Regions from separate parts of the Zea mays genome. Here all the other regions are linked to region 2. Evidence: chromatin contacts called from public Hi-C data. All regions are on one chromosome and are shown on one strand. The core of a region is the stretch at or near the end of the contact, and the rest is flanking DNA. Distances in the headings are between cores, read along the strand shown.

Region 1 (3,715 bases), core at 735-3,234, 160 kb before region 2:
TCTAGACTAATACAGTAGCTAAGATATAGCATGATCTGTTAAAGTAAGTCCCAAGTCATTGCAGTAAGCATGAACCAAATAATAACTTTCTAATATTAACAAAATAATATGTTCCTTTAGTATCATGTAATACAAGGCACTTGTTATCCTAGGTTCTTGGTGCCTCTGGAAGCACAGAAATTCCATTGTTTTTCAGGAGGTTCGGCCCAGCCTGGAGGTGTTGCTTCACTCTTTCGAGGAGGAACATTATCTCTGGTGCTTTGTGGGTGCCAAGAGTCTTAGGCAGTTGGGTCGGGGGCCAAGTGGGGGTTAGCATTTGGCTCTTAGTGGTCTGGTTCTGTCCGTGTTGTGTATTAGCAATCGACTGTTTGTGTCTCTAACCCCTTATTAGGTCTAGGATTTGGGGTGTTTTTGTACGGTCCCACTCTACTTTGCTGATACGCAGCTCTCATGTGTATTTTCGAGATATATTTTCCATTATTTCTTTTCTTGAATGTGATGTTATATTAACAGTAGTCAACATCATGGTTTTTAAAGCGATATGGCGAGACAAGGCGTTGGACCGCCGCCTGGACACCTAGGCGAAGTAGGAGACCAAAGCGCCTAGGCATTGGACCACCGCCTGAACGCCTAGGTGACGCCGTTAAAACAGAGGTCAACATATACCTTGGATCATTTTCTGCAGTGCCTCAATAGCAGGTGTGTCCCCCATGACATATAAAGGGTTCCTTGTCATAATCTTGGAGATGATTGTTTGCTCAACCCGCAACCCCTCGGCAATGACCCTTGTAGCTATGTCCTATATCCCAGTTCAAAGGAAATGAATGAAGCATGAAGGTATATTTCGACTAGCTGTTAGATACTGCTGAGTCAATGTCAGATTTGTCCAAACCAACCACAGATGAAAGACGAAAGCATAACAAGCCAATTGCATTTCATCCAATGATTCAAGCAGTGGTATCCATGTATACAAAGTTTCAGCTCCAGAATAAATAAGGACATGCATATAGCATCAGTTATAAGTTTCAATCACAAAGTAATTTAAACAAATAACATAGCATTAGCTAAAGTTGCAATGGTGCAAAGCATCCCACACTAAAGAAATGCATTCTGTTCAGGCACTTGATTGAGACACAAGCTAAGCTTTATGGGAGCGAGTGGAGTACAATCCAAAGCGGTCACTACCTTACTGTGACATTTTTACGTATAAATATGATACTACTTCCGTTCTCGATTATTTATCATTAGCCACTAAAACGCGACAAATAAAAAAGATGGAGGGAAAAATAAAAAAGAAAGGAGGGAATACTTTTTAAGATCCAAACCACTTGGCCGTCAATCATAACCCACCTGGCACCATTAGATTCAAAACTGAAATGATGAAAGAACACGATACCTTGTCGGTGACGATGCCGGAGAGCAGGCCACCGGCGTCGGTGAGCAGCACGGCATCGACCCGCCTCGCTGCCATCCGCCGGCACGCCTCCGAGATCGTGGTCCCCTCCGGGATCGTCAGCGCCTTGGACAGCCGCAGCTTCTTGACCGTCCTCTCCCCTCTGACGAAACAAACCCAACACCTTAGTGACAGTTGAGGCGGAGAGAAGAATCCGAGAAAGGAGAAAGCTTGTGCGGCCTTACGAGGCGTGATCGGGGGAGGCGGCCTTGGTGGGGACATTGCCGTTGCCGTTGGCGGTACTGGCGACGGCGGCCGTGGGATCATCGGACCTGCGGGAGGATGCGGCCGACGGCGGGCGGCTGCGAGTGCGGCGATTAAGGGCCACAGCGGCGGTGGAACTCATGACCGCGGCCGCGTAGGCGTAGGTGGCAGCGGATTCTCTCGACGAGGTAGGGAAGCGACAGCGCCGGCCGGGAATGTTGGGAACGATCGCTGGCTCTTTTGGGCTTCCATGCGCCTGTGGGGCCCCCTGTCACGCTTTGGTCCCTGGTATATTGCAAAACTGCAAATTACAGGCTTTTGCAACCGTGGTGAAAACATTGGGATTTGGGGTCTATTCAAAATTCTAGAATCTGACAAAGAATTTAACTTCATTCATTCGTTTCAGATTATAGATCTCTTTAGTTCTGTCCTATATTGAACTCCTCCGAGAAAAAAAACCAATAGCCTCTATGTAGAAAATTTAATGAAACTAATTTTAATTTAAACATGTTTTTGATCTTTTCTGTAAGATTGATAAAAAAATTAGAGAGGCTAAAGCCTCCTATAATTTAGAAATTGAGAGATTTATCTTTTTTTATCGGAGCTTAAACATACATTTTTTCTAACATTTAGATTTTACCCAATGATATATGGTCATGTGTTTATGGCCGTAAGAGCTAATTTAGCACCTTAAAACGCTTCTCGATTTTGAGTAAAATGCAGTAGCATTCCTTGAACTTTGTACAGTGTGTTACATGGGTCCTATAGCTCAGAAAATCAGCAAAATGTGTCCTCTAACTTAGTCGTCCTATACAAAACCGTCCAAAACCGGGTTTGCTCAAACACGATGTCGATGTGACATGCCACGTTGGAGCATACTAATCAAAGTCAGAGGACAAAGTTCTAGGACCCAAGTGACTCCATCGTGGCACCCACATCAACATCCGGTTTGAGCAAACCCGATTTTGCATGGTCCGACTAAGTTAGAGAACTGGAGCGATGATTGATTCAAATTTGCCTAAAGATCGTGGATTTACATAGGCGGCTCACAAAGGAAAAACAAGGTTAAATGCCCCAGGGATTACAACCAAAGTTTCAGGTGTGATCTGACACGATGTGCCAAGTTCGACGATCATGAATGCAATTTACTCCTCATTTTTTCCTACGAACTTGGAAAGCTCAAAAAATGGTTTTCACAAATTCTGGTTCCACCTCCATGTGCTGTATTTTTTTCTATCTAATCATTTTAAGTGCAACAAGTTAAAATGAATTGTATTTAAGTTGTTCTTCGTCCAAATAATGGTTAAATTTTGAGTAAAGTGTATTTCCAGTCCTTAAACTTATGCGACTACGTCAACCCAGTCCATAAACTTTTAAAGTGTGTCTATTAAGATCATATTCACTATTTGGGTCTCACTTAAAGTCTCATGGGTCGAAACAGACCCGATACAACACTTAGATAAGTGGCACATAGTTTCCTCCGTTGTCTTAGGTATCTGCCAAGGTGAAGGAACTTGCTGTTTATTTTGACCATGAAGACCAATTAGGTACTATAAACTAGGATGATGTGGTGGCGTGCCCTAAGCTAGCACTACTTAAAGTAATTAGCCCCAGTTTGTTAGAAGTGTTACCAGAAAATCAAGGAGAGAAACTTCCAGTGTTCTATACCGACCTTAAGAAGGGATGGGTTGAACAACATGTAGAAACTACAAATGACCCAGCTCACTCTATCGATTCTGATAGTGATGGACATGATTTTTTGTGACAGTGACTATGAGGTGGAACTAGGAGATGCAGATTTATTTGATGAAAATCTTGAAGAAGTTGTAGGAAAATGTGATAAAAAGCTAAAGGCACAAAGTTAAAATCCACAGTGGTTGATAGAACCTTAGGAGATAGTGATAATGAAAAGACATATGTTGAAAGGTTGGACATACCACATTCTGACTCAGATGGTGAAGGATATTTTTAGACATTTGAGGAAGAATATATGTTGAATCCTTCATTCTATGTTGGCCTCATGTTTATTTCAGTTGAAAGACTCAGAAAAGCTACCAC
Region 2 (3,904 bases), core at 398-2,897:
CTAGTGACGAGAATTCGAGCAAAACATGAATAAATAGAGAAATTCCATGAAATTAAACTTTGGTAACTTTGGTGGATTGGTGACCCTGGCTCATGAAGCCCAAGTTTTTGCCTTGCTTCGTCTCACTTTCAAGTGAAAGAGATGGATTGAAATGAATATGGGATTTCCTTGCATGGAACACATGTTTCCATTTAGAGAGAAATTTGAGAAATCCATGAGATGGATGAGCGATTGAAGTGTAGGGCTTGCAGTTGAGACGGATCAGGTTGCTAGCACCTTCATTTTCACCACATGCATGATGAAATAAAGAGTTAGGGTTAGGATTTGCATGTGACAAAGAAAGAAGATGTTCTTGAGCTCACTCAAAAGATGTAGATGGGGGTGATGATCTGCATCTTATTCTTGAGATGGTGGTCCTTGATCTTGGCTTGGATCTCTCCTTATGTTCTTTTTATTTTTCGTCTCTTGCTTTTCCTCTCTAGTTCTTGTTTTCTTCACTTTCAAGAGAGAGGAAGGGAGATGCAAGTGATGAGATGAAGTGGAGAGATGGAGTATGGAGCTAAATAATTACATTTGTGTTGATAGGTGGAGACTAGGGTGGGGATAAGAGGACAATTCATCTAAACAAATTCCGATGTATTAGTATTCTCGCAGATAGTGTGGTGGAACTTGAAATTTGAGAATTCTAGAATTGAGATAAAGAGATTAAACTAGGGTTCTAATACAACTCATAATCGTTGTAGGAACCACTTTGGCCCATAGATCACTTTTCGAGCAACAACTTTGTGATTTGACTTAGGTCAAAGACTGAGTTGATTTAGTTTGGACGTGACAGTGTTGTGAAGGTTGTAAGCTAGCTTGGAGTCCTTATCGGTCGAGAGTTGAGGTTAGGGTTTTGCTGTAAGTTGACAATGTTATCTATTGCATGAAGAAGACCAAAGATAAAGGTCTTGTGCTAGCCTGAACATAGACTTGTGATCCAAATGGATAGAGGCGATTAACATAAGTCCATGTCAGGACCCAAGGCATGTGTTGGTTATGGTTATGAGTTTCTAAATTTTTGTGAAAAGTTTAAGGATCAGGACACTAACAAAAACATAAAGTTATGGGATTTGATAGTAACCGGGGAAAAAGGAAAAAATGCTAAACCAAATAGATTCTACTTGTTAGTGTTATATATTCCCTTCATTTCAAAACATAAATCACTTTAGATTTGTATATATATATATATATATATTTTATTTTTTTATTTAGACATATATTAGGTATATATATAAATAAAAAAATGTATGTAAAAACTAACTTGCCTTGTAATTTGGAACAGAGAGAGTAATTGAATTATCTAAAATTCGTTTATAGAAAAACAAATTATCAAACTTGGCTCTTAAAGTCGAGTGACAAGTGCATTGATAAATAGCCAAAATTTTGTACTAATTTTGAAAATAGAGGTTAGCCGTCACGAGTAATGCAAAAATCATTAGCCGTCGATTCTGATGATGGAAGGCCGATGGACACTATGGATTAGAAATCAGATCGTGGCGTGACCGGTGTGGACAGCCACGATCGCCGTCCTCTAGCACGGGAGCTCAGGGACAAAACTGTAAAATAGTCGGTCTCGCGTCTGGAGATTTTCAGATCAGAACCAAACTCGGCTCGAGAGAGATCGCATACGCCTGCCTGCCCACCCACCTCCCCTTTTCCTTCCTCTTCGCCCCAGCGACGCGGCCGCCCGGAGACCGAGCGAGGCAGGCAACCCACCACCGAGAGGCAGGGACAGGAACAGGAAGCCGGAGGCGAAGATGTCGTCGGTGTTCAGCGGCGATGAGACGGCCCCCTTCTTCGGCTTCCTCGGCGCCGCCGCCGCCCTCGTCTTCTCATGTTCGTTCCCCTTCGACCATCCTCCTTTTCCACTTGCTCGCTCATGCGATTCCGTACTCAAAGCTCTAGTTTTTTCCGGATAAAGTTTGGATTTTTCACCGTCCATTGCTCGATCTATCGTTGGGGCTCCATGGCTAGCCCTCGATCTGGCCGAGCTCCAGCCTCCGGTCAGCTCGATTCCGGGCGTGCTGATGCTGGATCTGCCCGATTTGGTCCGATCGGGTGTCAGTCTGTCGGATTCCAGAAAGCGGTGGGCTTTTTCGGTCGGGCAGTTGCTGACTAGGCTGTTATTTTGCTTGATCCGGCGCAGGCATGGGCGCCGCGTACGGGACCGCGAAGAGCGGCGTCGGCGTGGCGTCGATGGGTGTGATGCGGCCGGAGCTCGTCATGAAGTCCATCGTGCCCGTGGTCATGGCTGGTGTGCTCGGTATCTACGGGCTCATCATCGCCGTCATCATCAGCACGGGGATCAACCCCAAGGCCAAGCCCTACTACCTCTTTGATGGCTACGCCCACCTTTCGTCCGGGCTTGCCTGTGGTCTCGCTGGGCTTGCAGCTGGCATGGCCATCGGCATTGTCGGTGATGCTGGAGTCAGGTAAAAGGCTCTCTCTGTAGTGAGCATCATAGATTTACTATGTCCTTTTATTACTGTCTGCTATGCCATGCCATGCCCAGAATGTTAATATTGTGTTATTGACTGCTACAAGGTTAATACTCCTAGCATTAACAATGTGACTCCTTAATGTGCTATATTGAGTGCCCACCTTATCACCATAAGTTATAAGGGCATGTACAACCTTGAGACCATGGAACTGTTTTCTAAGTACAAGAGATAACTAAAAACTGCATGATACAAACTTGAGCCCCTGGATTGTAAATGCAGTCAAGAGACAATATATAAGTCCGTCTCTTGTATTTTTTTTTCAATTAACTCTCTAGAGACTCTTCAAGTGACCACCTAATTAATGGGGTTGTACATGCTCTAAGAATCTAAGTCCATGTACTAATCAAAGTTATTGACATTCAAATTCTCATTATTAGTCTAATTCTTGTCCTGTTGGTCTTGCACATAAATTTTCGTCTTGGGTCATCAAATATTTGAAAAACGAATTGTCTAAAATTATGCCCCCCCTATTGAATACAATTTATAAATATTCTTTCTGACTTGGAACTATTTCTTGTCATTTCAATGATAGCAATATTTTACTCTATGTCAATATGTCATGCTCCTTTTTTTTTTTGATACTGCACTTTCTGGAACATTTTCATTTAACTGGGAACATAGTGTTCATTAGAAGAACATGTAGGTAGGTTTTCTTTCCTCTCTATCTTTAAGCACCCCATGTGTGTAAACAATAGTTGTATGGTGGGAGCACTGACTTAACTTTTAGTTTTGACTGTCATATTGTATTTCATTTTCACTGAAGTATGACCAACCAAAGTTCTACTGTTCCATGAACACAAACATGCTCTTGGATGAGTATATAAATTGATATATGGCTATTTATATGCTTAAAGGCTGTTAATGATCAACATAAGCTCTCTTTTTTTCAGTGGCTACAGATGGTGTTGATAATCCACTTTTTAATATTTCATACACAAGTCTGGAAATGCAATTATTACACATTTAGGTTCTCTGTTAGGTTAGAAATCAAGCACTTTCTGTCACTACTACTTGGTTGATAAGTTCCAATCAGTAGCTCACATGCAACTTTCTCCTGGCGTTTCTTCTTTTACAGAGGAGGCATGGGAATTGAAATTTTAGTTTGACTAATTTTTGGGCCACCGATTTCAGGGCAAATGCGCAACAGCCAAAGCTTTTCGTTGGCATGATCCTCATCCTCATTTTCGCAGAAGCGCTTGCTCTCTATGGTCTAATTGTTGGAATTATCCTTTCGTCTCGCGCTGGTCAATCCCGGGCGGATTAAGTGCACCACCATTCTGTGATTACCGCACCGTTTATTATGCTATTCTGAGAGGATTGGAACTCTATTCCCTTGTCTAGTTTATTCTTGTTACCATGTA
Region 3 (3,575 bases), core at 290-2,789, 210 kb before region 2:
GAAGTTTTCTTAGCTATATCTAGTGCTTGACCGCAGCATACTATCCAATACTATCCAGTAGCAGAGCTGAACCCTTACGGTGACAGCCTGACATCTTCTAGAAGCAGAGTTGAAGCTGACTAGTGACTGCTGAGCTTTGCTGAGTAGTGAGTACGCATGTATATGGTGCTATATAGTTATACCACTGTCACTTGTTGGTGCTTTTACGGCCGTGATCCATTAACGGCCGGTTCTGCCTAGCTGTTCTGCAGTTCAGAGAAAGATCAACTGCGCGGCGGAATACAATGAGCGCGCAGGAGGAACGGCGGCAAGATCAATTCGTCTACCTGCTACGCCGCCTTCGCCGCCGCTGCTACTGCTATACGCATATACCACGCACCTTGCTGGTATCTGCGGGTGGAGTCCTCGGCCTGCCGCAGCACGTCCGCAGGGTCGCAGCTGATGAAGAAGCCCATGTTCAGGTCCGGCCCTGAACATTCCTCCACGGCTGCCAGGAATCGCCGCGCCACCTGCATGCGTGCAGTGCATGTCGGCATAACGTTTCATTCTACCACCACCGAGTGCCGGCCGGGTCGTTTGCTTATGCTTACCATGGTAGGGGTAGCCTGTCCTGATCTGTACGCCCTGTGGAAGTCCCGCACCGTCCAGCGCCTGAACCCCGCCGCCGGCTCCAACTGGGCCTGGGCAGCAGCTGGGACGCAGGCGACGGCCTCCTGCACGCGCTCCGCCGGCGACAGCCTCGACTCCGTCACGCGCACGCTCTGCTCCTGGATCGCTGCTGCATCCATCGGTTGTCAAGCAGACGGATGGCTTTCATCATACATTAATTATTCAGTCAATCGAATTTTCAGCTTCTAAAACACCCCCTCCTTCCTTTAATTTTCCAGCTGCTCATCAATGCGGGAATCAAGGAACAACCTTGCCATGTGTGGGTGGCCGTGAATAGCGGCGGCTCCGGGATCTCAGCGTCCGAGACGAGCTGCGGGGGCGACGAGGAGGAGGGACGGTGAGTTGACGAGTACTGGATTAGTTCCAGGCTACATGCATTGCACTATTTGCAGCAGCGGCCGGTTCGAAGCAGAGTTTTTCATCCATTCGGGCAGAGCAGCAGGCACCTTGTAGACGAGGTTGTCCCTCTTGAGGACGCCGAGCACGATCCAGCCAAGCACCGGCGTCTCCAGCACCCAGGCCAGCATCTTCACCAGGAACCCGGCCACGCGGGGCGCTGCAAGACGGTCCACGCATGTATCAGCAGCGGAAGAAAGCAAGCAAGCGCGCGCGGAGACGGAGATCGCCTCCGACCATCTACTCAATTGAACAATCAATCATTCTCATGCATGCATGTGCACCGCTGTAGCTGGGATGGGAGAGGTCTGGTCAGGGAGCGAGGGACCTTTCACGTTGGGGCTGATGTAGTGCTCGTCGCTGTCCGGCCCGAGGTCGACCTCTGCCGCCGGCTTGTACACCTTGGGCGGCGGGATGAAGAAACCCATGGACGGTTGGTTGGACTGGAGTGGAAAGGGAGAACTGTGTTGTGTTGTGTGCCTGCAAATGCCAAAGATTGGGAGCTGCTTAATATAACCAGGGAGCAGGGACCTGCAGGGATGGTTTCAGAAACAGAGAGAGACGCTGGCGGCTGCCTGGTGCCTGCCTGCCTGCAATTTTGGCGGGGCAGCAGTGTAACGGATGTGCTTGGGTTAGTAGAAACTTTAGAGCTGATTTGGTGGTCAAGGATCTCGAGATGATTCATGAGAGTAATTCTCTTGTTATTCAAAAATGAATTGCAAGGAGATTTCTCCCCCATGGATCCCTTTGGGATCCCTGGTCACCAAATCAGCCCTTAGGATGCGTTTTGTTGGGAACCGTGAAAAAGCCACTATGACCTGTTAACTGTGGAAAATTTGATGTGAGTTACAGCCATGAAAAAGCTAAAAGCTGTTTGGTTGAACTTGTTGTGAAAAATTATGGATTGAATATAAATTATCTATAATACCCCTAAGGCTTGATATGTTGTTTGTATGCATAATAATCACAATGATGTGATCTCCACATATAAAATTTAAAAAAAATACATATATAAATAAGTGCATTGTTTATCTAAGAAGACTTGTCATCTAGATAAGATAACTAGCTTATATCTCCGTGCATTAGCTAGCGAACTAGCTATCCTATCACGAATGGTGTTCATAGTATCTTCATTATCTCCCTCTACCTCGTGACCACCATTTTGAGATTGATCCCCAACATTTGATGCTCTAGGCATGTACTCATCATCTGCGTCACATATCTCAAACTCCTTATCACGCAACTCACTGTCGTGAATAAAATTATGTAATGCAAAACAAGCTATAATGATCTCTTTCTACCGTTCAACTAAGAAACTCGACATTCTTTCAGTATGCGCCATTTTTGCTTGAGGACCCCAAATGCACGCTCAATGACATTGCAGAGGGAGGAGTGCAAGAAGTTGAATAACTCATGCTTCCCTTGTGGTGGACGTCCACGACGATGACGAAATTCTGGTATTTGGTACGTAGTCCTTTTGAAAGGTTCAAGGTATCTCGTTCGATTTGGATATCCGAAGTCTACAAGGTAGTACTTATTTGAAAAATGAAATCAAATTACTATTGTAAAATATAAATAATTATAGTTCACAAGATAGTATTATAAAATTACCTTTAGGAGGGACATGAAAAGAAGCAAAGTTTGCCAATGCATGATTAAGGATCCATGTGTCATGTGCTGGACCCGCCCATCCAACAACCACAAATGTAAACCTCATGTCAAAGTCACATATCGCAAGTACATTTTGCGATGTATATCCATGATGACAAGTATAGTTAATCACCTTATCAGCTGGTATCAGCTGGCACAACTAACTTAGTATGTGATCCATCTATTGCTCCAATGGCACCTTTGAAATAAGGCCAGAAACGATCTTCTTTCAACTTCTCATGTTCATAGCTAAATGTTGGATCCTTTGGTTTCACGTTTTCTTTTCCTAACTGAAGCAAACACTTCAATACTTCCTTGAACTTCATGTGAATCGTCCATGTGGACTGTACAAAACAGTTTTCTGCTTGGGAAAAAGATTGTGGCCCTCCAACAATCAATAGAAACATTGCTAGTGACTCAGTTGATGTAATAATATGAGTCAATTTCAAACCATAAGAAGAGACCAATAAATCATGAAGTGCCTTAAAAACATCAGGTTTCATTCTAAACATCTTATAAAAATATCTTAGACGATTGAAACATCTCATGACTCATTGATAACCAGACTCTGGAGCTTCTATTTGTCTATACCTTTGTGGAAACACCACTGATTATACAAGCTGCCTAAATTTCTAAGAATTGCATTGTGCTATGATAATTCAGCAAGTAAGCAAAGAGATTCTTGGCCCTTTGTAAGGAAAATGGACCCTGGCCCATTTGTCTAAATGATTTTGGTGTTTGATGATCAACATAATCTATGGACTAATGTGTTTGCTAGTGTTCATGTTTGTAGTTCACACGATGCTAAAGTGAATTGGACTAAGGCATTGAGGAAGCAATACCTCAAAAGAAGGCATTAT

Evidence for each region. Hi-C and Micro-C count contacts between places; a contact is called where the count stands out from the background.
Region 1: a Hi-C map of tassel shows a contact between it and region 2, with 4 times the contacts expected there. The contact joins the promoter of LOC103647023 here to the promoter of LOC100282817 in region 2. A contact is called at or near these places in 6 of 25 Hi-C or Micro-C datasets (bundle sheath, ear, endosperm and 3 more) and 1 of 3 datasets of contacts at active chromatin or transcription factors (leaf).
Region 3: a contact with region 2 is called in a Hi-C map of ear, with 2.2 times the contacts expected there. The contact joins the promoter of LOC100273537 here to the promoter of LOC100282817 in region 2. A contact is called at or near these places in 2 of 25 Hi-C or Micro-C datasets (ear and tassel).

What each region holds. Positions count from the first base shown.
Region 1 is chr2:140,382,555-140,386,269 of Zm-B73-REFERENCE-NAM-5.0, forward strand. LOC103647023 (CBS domain-containing protein CBSCBSPB3) reads right to left here and starts at 1,985. Exons shown (of 13, transcript XM_008671598.2): 1 at 1,639-1,985; 2 at 1,397-1,556; 3 at 667-799. The coding sequence starts at 1,799.
Region 2 is chr2:140,542,576-140,546,479 of Zm-B73-REFERENCE-NAM-5.0, forward strand. LOC100282817 (vacuolar ATP synthase 16 kDa proteolipid subunit) reads left to right here and starts at 1,648. Exons shown (of 3, transcript NM_001369229.1): 1 at 1,648-1,878; 2 at 2,189-2,474; 3 at 3,675-3,904. The coding sequence starts at 1,800. The coding sequence ends at 3,807.
Region 3 is chr2:140,329,397-140,332,971 of Zm-B73-REFERENCE-NAM-5.0, forward strand. LOC100273537 reads right to left here and starts at 1,540. Exons shown (of 17, transcript NM_001365735.1): 1 at 1,394-1,540; 2 at 1,116-1,225; 3 at 919-979; 4 at 591-778; 5 at 380-509. The coding sequence starts at 1,493.